Linked DNA regions of Gasterosteus aculeatus: region 1 is linked to region 2. The links are chromatin contacts, called in public Hi-C maps. All regions are on one chromosome and are shown on one strand. Each heading gives the region's core, a stretch centred on a gene start, on an enhancer-like site or on the middle of the called end of the contact. The rest is flanking DNA. Distances are from core to core; before and after follow the strand shown.

Region 1 (5,320 bases), core at 2,381-4,880, 110 kb before region 2:
ACTGAATAGTCCAGCCATCATTGCAAAAACATTCCATCACATTTCACACAGAGAGCAGAACTCACGCTGGGGTTCAATAATGTCCAAAAGCGGCTTTGACCCCGTGGTGGCCACTGCTCCCAGGGTTCGCACACCACTTTCTGCCGCATCCATCACTCCCTTCAGCAAGGGCACACTGTCTTTGGTGCTGCTGTAGGCGCTGGAAACCACCCCGCAAGCTGAACTGACCAGAGGCAAATGGCTCACTCGGGAAACAACGCTCTAGGACAAAGAACAACAACCATTACTGCCACTGAAAAGGACATGAATGGGAATATGATCCCTTTTCATACAGAGTATAAGTCCTCGGTGCAGGATAATGCTCGATTCCCCACACAGTGTGCCTGGGTTTTGTAATACTTGTAATTCTGGGTGTAGGTTCTCCTCACCTGCTGATCTCCATTAGCTGGTTCTGCTGCTGCAGCTCCAGTCTCATTAGTCTTCCCGCTGTCTGCCATTGTGACTGCTGGAGTCAATCTATGACAGGGAATATAGCGTGTCAAAAATAGAGATAGCTTGGTATGCATGATGAAATACATCCCGGGTATTCTTTGTTTAGGTGGTTATCCTGAAAGAATTGTGTTATGAAGTCGGAAATGAAATCGCTGTCCTGTCAGAGGGTTTAAGAACGTGGGCGCAAACTCAACTCAACCATGTTACATTCATTTGTCACCCTATGATGCAATGAGGACGAAACGCTGCAGTCAAGTTTATGTCAAAGTTAAAAGTAAAATAGTGAATGATGATTCTTTTTTGAGTTACACTTTTCTCTTGTTTTCCTAATCAGGGGCTGACGAAAGGGTAAAATCTTGCTTTTGTAAATATGGAGTAATGAGTTCAATGTTCGGTAGATCTAAATTTAGACCATTTTCTGACTTGAAAGTAAGAACCTACAGTTCCGCCATCACGTGTGCGTGAAAAACTAGGTCTTGATGGGAGCTTTTGTACAGCTCCATATTCCACCTCTCAGTACGTGTACCCGGAAGCAATAAAAGGTTTCCCAAGCTTGTCGATTTTGTCCACAAAACAGGAGTACACCCCTGATATGAGGAAGTTAGTCCGATTGAAAACTATGGATTAGTTGAGAGGAAACCCATGAATAATGGCTGCCGGTAAAGCAGCCGGCCACGGTTGCTGGAGATTGATTGCTCACACGAAGGCCTGCAGGAAAAAGGGCCCTCGATATCATTTACATCCAGAGAAAATTCTGAAGGGAGATATTGAGAAATACTGACTCTACAATTGTAAAATATAGCTTTAAGTCAAAACCAGGCCAAAAGAATTACTCAAGTGAATTATTGCTACCCTATTCCATTACGTAAAGAGTTATTGCTTTAAATAGAAACTAAATCCAACACTAAATGGGTCAGAAAAGGTTGAAATAATGAACAGAAAAAGGGGGACATGAATGACTGTCTCTTTTGTAGGAGTGGGTGATATTAATAAAACCTATCATTTTAAGACTGCAGCAAGAATGTTTTTTTTTAAATCAATTTATTTAACTATAGATCATTTCTGGATCATTTAATTTAATTAAAAAATTATCAAAAATATAGAGAAAATGCCCCAAAGGCAGAGGGAACTCTCCAATTATTTTAAACATCTTCAGTAGAGTGGAAACATCAATTAAATCCTAAAGACGATTGAATAAACTTTTTTTCTCACATGCAATTATTTTGATTATCAATTAATTGTTGAAGCAATTTCTGGGAAAGAACACCAATTATTCTCTGGTCTGAGCTTTGTGCAGGCTTTGCTACTTTTCTTTGTCTGAGGCAACAGCAACTTCATATATCTCTGGCTTTCAGATCGTTGGCAGAAAAAAACCTGTAAAAGACGTTGCCTTGGGTTGAGAGAAATTATAAAAAAAGAAATTATGGCTTTTCATTTTCCGACACGCCATTACTCATCCACATGTGCTGCCAGTTGGCCCTGGGAGACTTTAGTGGACTCGGCCTGTATTATTTTACTGAAACACTGGTTCCTCGCCATTGTTGACTGGGTGCAGAGGGCAGACGGATCAAAGAGAGACATGGTTACCGTATGTGATCATACCCGTGGGAGCGTGTTGAGTGCAGCTGGAAATTTTCATCAATGGTGTTTCCGACGAACTGTTCGAATTGCGTTTTGTTGCAACATCATGGTTGAGCAACACATTTTTTCAAGAGGCAGTTGATGACATCTTCATTGGCTTTATTACAAATCAAAGTCTCCCTGCTATCAAGTGAGAGATGAACCTGGGATAACTCTCAGCAACACCACACATAATATGCCGAAGGCAACACAAACGAAGGCATTTTAGACTTTTGGAAATAATTATCCCACTGATAAGCAACTCATAAAATTCCTATTGGGTTACAAGTCAGTTTGTCATATCCTCACTATGTTAAGACACATCATCCCCTTCAGGGAAAAAGGAAACTTCCACGCTCCCGTCGGAGCTGAAAAATTATGTGACCTTTGATATTATTAGAGGCTGGTTTATCTCCAATAAAATATTGAGACACTGGCCATGGACAACAGTGTTGCAGCTGACGCAAAAAGAAAAGCTCAGCTTTGGTCAGTGGGTCAAAGGGGTCTCCAGCTGTTCTCGATCCAAGACGCTGTAGCGGCCCCTGATCCGACGAAGTGAGAATTTAGATATAAGGACAGGAAGTGCTGGGTTCTTGTGTAATATACATTTAAACTTGATGAAATATTGTAGAAAAACAGATCTATGACATCCATTTGCATTGTCTGAAAAAGTAGTGAGAGCAGACCCCGAGGTTCAGGTGTGAAGACCCTCCAGGGGGCGATAACGTGATTACAGGAAAGAAGGAATTGTCATTAACGTTAAGGCCTCTTAAAATCCCTAAAATAACACCGAGAAGAAAAATAAAAGCTCACAGGTCACTTGCTGTCTGGCAGAGGTAACAGTCTAAAACAATACAAATTATATACTAAGCACAGGCTACACATACCGAAGGTTCTCTGTTGGCATGAACTGGTATAATTTCCAGCCTGAAAAAGGCTGGAGAAGAAATACGATGCACTGCTAAACGCTCAGTTCCCGTACAAACATAACGTTACACTGTGTGTTCTGCCGAGTGTATGATTTCCAACCCTTTTCGCCGCTTTCGAACACAACATCGTGTCCTCTCAATAGCACGCGCGGTGCCGCCCGGCCGTTAATTTCAGTTAACGTTGTTGGTCGATGAACTTTACCCCAGATGAGAAACAAGGACTTTCCAGGTACTTCGGCACACAGCGACGCTCTTTTCGTCGGTTCCTCCTTATTTATCACGACTTCCGGGTAAATACCCTCCTCGACGTTAATGGTCAACTTTAAAAAAAGTTTACGTTAAGTGAACGTTAGGTTGGTTTAGCTAACTTTGGTCAGTTTTAGTTAACTTAACGTGACGTTCTTTCGGAGTTGACATTATATTCAAAACAGAGCGGTTAAAGTTCTCCACTGACCTCGCTGGCAGCCTGTTGTCGCTCCTCTGCTCCCTGCGTGACCTGCAGTGTGATGTCGGTCACCGAACCACAACAAGGCCCTCTGTGTCCGGGCCGCCGCTCACTCACACCACGGCCGAAAGGGGCGGAGCTTTGTACGTTTTTAACCAATCGAATCACAGTGCGGAAGTTGCTGTCACAGCAGTGTTACCTGGTGCGATAAAAAGAAAAAAAAACACATCATATAAATGATAACACCAACGCATTTTCTTTTTTAATTGTATGCGTTTATTGCTTTGTACACTCAGATGAAGTTTGGACTTTATCCTATCTTATAAGATATTATCTTATTATCTATTATCTCTTAGTTTATACTGAGTGACTCATTCATACTATTCTTTTAAGTTTTGTATTTACAATTTTGAAGCCTTTGAGTATATCTATGACAGATATACTCAAAGGCTTCAAAATCATTCAATTATAAAATTCTGAATATCAAAGATCCTATGATATTCAGAATTTTATAATTGAATGCTACATCTAGTCTATGCTTTTACATACAAAGCATAACCAGTTTACGTGATATGATACACATAGATTAAAGTAATTGGTACCGGCTAGATCCATAATGGAGTATTGAAGTCCACATCTGATATAGATGTAATTAATTGGGCTAAGATTTCAAAAATCAAAAGAGAACTACTTTTACTAAAGAAACTTCTGACAAGGTCCTCACTGGACATTTTCTGGAGCTTTCATCCACAGAGAACATTTTGTTCAGTTATAAGGCAGATCGTTTATTATGTTGATTGTTGAGTTTTAAAAAAAGGAGGAAAAGACCCACACCTTTCTACATTTTGGACTCTGCAGAAACTGATTCAAACCGCGCAGAACGTCATTAATATATAGCATCAGTGATATTGGGAAGAAGAGGGGCCTGCAGAGAGCCGAGAGGATATTAAAAGTATTAAAGACGGAACCCACTTCAGCCTCAACCTGTTCACTGTATATCCGCCTGGAAACAGATACACGAGTATCAGCTGGCAAAGCACCAGATTTGTTTTTAACTACTTGATTCTTCCTCCACCCGTCATTTCTAAGCACAATAATGCTTTCAAGCTTCACTTTCCCTTTAGGTTCACAAAATACGGGTAACGCTATAATGTTCACCCCCCCTCTTCAGCATTTATCAACTGCAAATACCTAATACATGTTTTATATCACACTATAATGGGGTGTTAAGTATATATATATATATATATATATATATATATATATATATATATATATAATCGATTGATTTATTCACACATTATTGTTCTTCACTATAATGTGCAAACCCTAAATCAGATAATAAACTGCAAAGAGATTCTAAAATTACCTTTTTGTTTTGACGAAGATGGGTAACACTATTATTTAAACCCCCAGTATATAATATTGCTTAGTGGTTATTATATGAATGTAATTTAAAGATATTTGATATCAGATATAATCACATATTTGTAAACTATCACTCCTCGGGTGAGGTTTGTGTAACCTTGATTAAGAATTATGTGTTTTATGTCAACAAATTATGTAATCATTATATTTATAAATCATGTGTGTTTATATAAGCTACAATCACTTATTATGTTTATGAAATAAATATCTATTCATTCATACATTCTTCTTCACTCTGAAGGTCATATGGATACCCAATCTCCTGATAAAGGCCATGAGATGCAACAAGATGCTACAAAAAAGTTACAGAGTAAATCTAGTAAGTGGACCTCGAGTTGCTTTGAGGAGCTCTTATTCATTCATAAGCTGGGTTTATACATCTGTTTTGGATGTAATATCTAACATC
Region 2 (4,554 bases), core at 2,047-4,546:
ACAAACTTGTGTCATTCCCATCCGTCCTCTTTTAACGGCTGCACTTTGTCTCCTTTTTTCAAAATGCTTTTTATAGCTGACTCACACTGCTCACACACACACACACACCTAATAATTCAGCTCAATTTATGTGCAGGCTGCACCTTCATCCTGTTTGTCACCGTTAAAGGTTAGCTTGTTAATGTAATGAGGCGGTGACAGAAACAGAAATCAAATAATTCCCCAAATCAAATCCATAAGTGACAATATTTCATAAAACATTTACAAACCCTCTTATGCGGTAAATTGCTTTCCTTTCCTTTGAAATCATTTTGTTTGGAGTTTTTCTTTTTTTGGGTGACACATATTGCCTCCAGTTCCACACACACATTCTCCCTCTTTATCTCTACAGCACGTATCAACACACACACACACACACACACACACACACACACAGAAGAAATGCCCACCCATCATGACCCAGTCTGTGTGTGCTTATCCGGTTGTGCCCCCCCCCCCCCCCCTCCCACTCCCCTCCCCAGCCAATAACTGCCATCTCGCCCAGTACGCGGTCCATGCCCCACAGAGAGCCCAGGAATGGGGGCTATTCCTAAATCCACCGTCTCACTCGAGAGCACCGACATGAGAGAGCTCCGAATTAAAAAAAAAAAGCACAAAACAAGGCGTGAAAACAAAATCCACATTTGCATTTTTACGTAAAGTCGTGGACGTGTTTACTCGGCTCTGATCCTTTCCGTCATGTTTGCTTTTTCTATAGTTTGTTCCTGTGCTAGATATTCGGGTTTGAAATGATTATGGAGTATTATTGTGTATGATTTCAATTCCTCCGGCGCGCCCGGATTCGACGGCGACGATGAAGACGAAACCCCGAAGACTCTCGCGAGGAAGCAGCGCCGACCTGAACCTGAGAGGAGAGCAAGAGGACGAAGAGTGAATGGACTGAAGTTCTATAGCTGCAGAAGGGGATTCTCCCACTACTGTGAAGGACCCCCGTCCCAGACCCCCCCCCCCCCCCCCCCCGCCGCGGCCCTCGAGGGCCCGCCGCCGTCCAATGACAACACATGTCCCTACTGTGTACATAACCTTGATGCTTACATGTAATTTAAGTGCAGTAGCTGCATGAACACACGGCCTCTGTGTGTGTGTACAGAAGTAGCGACGTGTGAATTTGTACAGTACATGCAAGTGTGTGTGTGTGTGTGTGTGTGTGAGTGCGCTTGTGTTCGCAAAGAGATCTGTCCGTCGTCACGCTAAACGAATCACGTGCATGCACCCTCCCACAACTGCCCAGTACACACGCCTCCTCTACACACACACACACACACTCCAGCAGTTGTTCACCATTCTCCACATTGTCCTGAGCTGTGCGTGTCACTCCGCATGGAGACTTTGCTCTATGTCAACTTTCTTATTCTAATAAACCTCTCAGACGTTGATCTCGAAGGTGACATCATTGACCAGCGCGTGTTGTGATTTGTGTCGTTTATGAACATGTGAAACTCGCCGAGGAGGGGTTGTACTGGGACAGAGTGGAGGGGTTGTACTGGGACAGAGGGACAGAGGGGACGGGTTGTACTGGGACAGAGGGGACGGGTTGTACTGGGACAGAGGGACAGAGTGGACGGGTTGTACTGGGACAGAGGGACAGAGTGGAGGGGTTGTACTGGGACCGAGGGGACGGGTTGTACTGGGACAGAGGGACAGAGTGGACGGGTTGTACTGGGACAGAGGGACAGAGTGGAGGGGTTGTACTGGGACCGAGGGGACGGGTTGTACTGGGACAGAGGGACAGAGTAGAGGGGTTGTACTGGGACAGAGGGACAGAGTAGAGGGGTTGTACTGGGACAGAGTGGAGGGGTTGTACTGGGACAGAGGGACAGAGGGGACGGGTTGTACTGGGACAGAGGGACAGAGTAGAGGGGTTGTACTGGGACAGAGGGACAGAGGGGACGGGTTGTACTGGGACAGAGGGACAGAGTGGAGGGGTTGTACTGGGACCGAGGGGACGGGTTGTACTGGGACAGAGGGACAGAGTAGAGGGGTTGTACTGGGACAGAGGGACAGAGTAGAGGGGTTGTACTGGGACAAAGTGGAGGGGTTGTACTGGGACAGAGGGACAGAGGGGACGGGTTGTACTGGGACAGAGGGACAGAGTAGAGGGGTTGTACTGGGACAGAGTGGAGGGGTTGTACTGGGACAGAGGGACAGAGGGGACGGGTTGTACTGGGACAGAGGGGAGGGGTTGTACTGGGACAGAGGGACAGAGTAGAGGGGTTGTACTGGGACAGAGGGACAGAGTAGAGGGGTTGTACTGGGACAGAGGGACAGAGGGGACGGGTTGTACTGGGACAGAGGGACAGAGGGGACGGGTTGTACTGGGACAGAGGGACAGAGGGGACGGGTTTAAACATGCTTAGCGATTGAACTGAGAACAACAACATCACGCTGCTGAACGAGCTTAAAGTCTCCAGATGAGAACGTCATCAAACACTGCGATGCGACCACGCTGTTGCCTAGCAACGCAACGGCGAGAGCGCGCACATCGTTGTGTTGCTGAAGCTGCAGCCTCTGCCGAGTTTTTATACCGTATGCACGTTAACCTTGTCTGCTTGCCGATATTTTATTCAACTGCTCATTCCACAATAAAGAGTCTCGTCTCTCTTTCTGGCTGTTTTTCTAGGCCAGTTGTTCATAATTAATCGCAGTTGTTTGCGCAGGCTGCAGTGTAATAACATAGTGTAGTTCCATTTGTGCATTAGCTGACATTTGATGCAATATATTGTGTAGCCTACTATTTCATTTAACAATAATATTATATAAATGAACCTCCCACGGTTCTAAAGTGTAATGCAGTCAGTGACCTACTTTTACCTGTAATAAGACCTTTAAATGACTCGAGTAGATTTGAATGAGTGTGTTCTCTTGTATAGCAAATTTCAACAATCAAAACCATTTAAGACAAAGGAAAACTACATTTATAAAAACAGAGATTTAAGTCTTACCTCTGTAATCTCTGAGCAGCTTAAACGGCTCATATCTGCACTCTGTTAACGTGTGATACCACCAGTCCTCATTAGAGGGCGCTAGAGCTCTGAATTACATTCTATGAGCGTTAATAAACGCAAAAGACTTCAGTGCAACAATAATAAAAATGTGCAAATCAGAATCATAAATTGTCCCTTGCCCGTCCTGTCTGGACATTTCCTCCTCCCTCCCTCCCTCCGGACCAGCGCCTCTTCTCTCCCGGGAGCATCGGCCCATTTCACATCTGTTGAGTGGTGGAGGACCGAGAGGACCTGTCGGGAGCTTTCTGTCGCTGATGCTTTATGGGTCCTCAGTGCTGCAGTGCCGAATTGATCAAGGAATGAAGGAGGCCGGTGGCCGTGTGTTCTCTCTCCTCTGCAGATTTAGGGCGACTTGTTGTGCCGCTTTGGGATAATTTACAGCTTGTTTACGCCAGGACCAGATCTGTGTTGAAATATGAGGGCGTGTGCATGACACTATGCAGTCCGTCCATCCACCCATCCATCCATATGGGTCTCCATCTGTCTATCTATCCGTTAACCTATCAGTCTATCTATCTATCTTTTTTCCTCCTTCCTGTCCTCCCCCCCCTGCAGCCTCCACACAAACACGCACTCGCTGTCGTTATGATGGATCTGATTGATGAAGAGGCTGAAAGAGTGCCAGTGGGTGAACTCTCCTTGATTTCACTCCCTGCTCCACAGCTGAGCTCCACCTAATGCCAGCTGGCGTCTCAATATTTGGTCTCCCAGAAGCTGCTTTTCCACAAAATAAACATATTTTTTACTGTACTGTTTGTTGGTATACAACAAACAGACAAATTAATAACAGATTAATTGTTTTATTTACCCAATTCTTAACCACCGGCAAACACCTTGAAATTGTCAAACGCGTTTAACAGTTAACAAGGAAAAGTTATTTGATCATCAAATCTTTTAAAAAACGTCCGGTCTGACAGTTTGGTCGGACGTGAACAGCAAACGCTCTGTGATTTAACAAACAGGAGGCCGACGCGTTTGAGCTCGTGGCCTTGAAGACCCCGGTGAAGGATGAGACGTGTTCGGCCTCTCAGTAAAAGGGTTCTTTTCAAGATAGCGGAGCAGCTTTCGAACTCCCACACGCTTTGATGCCAATGAAACAACGCGGCTGTTTAACTTTGTAACTCGTGACCGAACGGAGGTCAAATGAAACAAAAAGCAGCCTGTGCAGCTGGCGGCCCGGGCCTTGACATTGGGTCATGCAGACATTGGTCAAAGGTCGTGATGTTAACTCTTGCGTGTGTGATTCATCAATGCAGGGATGCTTAAATTATAATCAAAAAAAGATTATATATGTAAATACATAAATATATAAGCATTATATATCCATGTGTGTGTTTGGTGTTATCTTCACATTGTGCTTTGCGATAACAAACAGTGACCACTAGGGGGCGATGCAATCCACTTAACTACACGACCACTCAGGTCCGCAAGAGAACATTCGATTATTTAGTCTCCTCCAGCGTTTATTCCCATTTGTCTCGAAGAGAGA

What was found. Hi-C and Micro-C count contacts between places; a contact is called where the count stands out from the background.
Region 1: a contact with region 2 is called in a Hi-C map of skeletal muscle, with 7 times the contacts expected there. The contact joins the promoter of plin3 here to the enhancer-like site in region 2. A contact is called at or near these places in 4 of 6 Hi-C or Micro-C datasets (skeletal muscle, tail fin and whole body).

The regions. Positions count from the first base shown.
Region 1 is chr8:18,732,314-18,737,633 of fGasAcu3.hap1.1, reverse strand. It overlaps plin3 (perilipin 3), which reads right to left and starts at 3,630. Exons shown (of 8, transcript XM_040185274.2): 1 at 3,496-3,630; 2 at 429-516; 3 at 66-261. The coding sequence starts at 497. It overlaps sema6bb (sema domain, transmembrane domain (TM), and cytoplasmic domain, (semaphorin) 6Bb), which reads left to right and starts at 3,170. Exons shown (of 18, transcript XM_078108555.1): 1 at 3,170-3,270; 2 at 5,156-5,233.
Region 2 is chr8:18,621,438-18,625,991 of fGasAcu3.hap1.1, reverse strand. It overlaps sema6bb (sema domain, transmembrane domain (TM), and cytoplasmic domain, (semaphorin) 6Bb), which reads left to right. Exons shown (of 18, transcript XM_078108555.1): 18 at 1-1,000. Among protein-coding and RNA genes, the nearest start is that of rorca, 14 kb to the right of the region's middle. Within about 2 kb of position 3,296, at least 3 of the 9 cell types and tissues checked have open chromatin away from gene starts, as enhancers often do.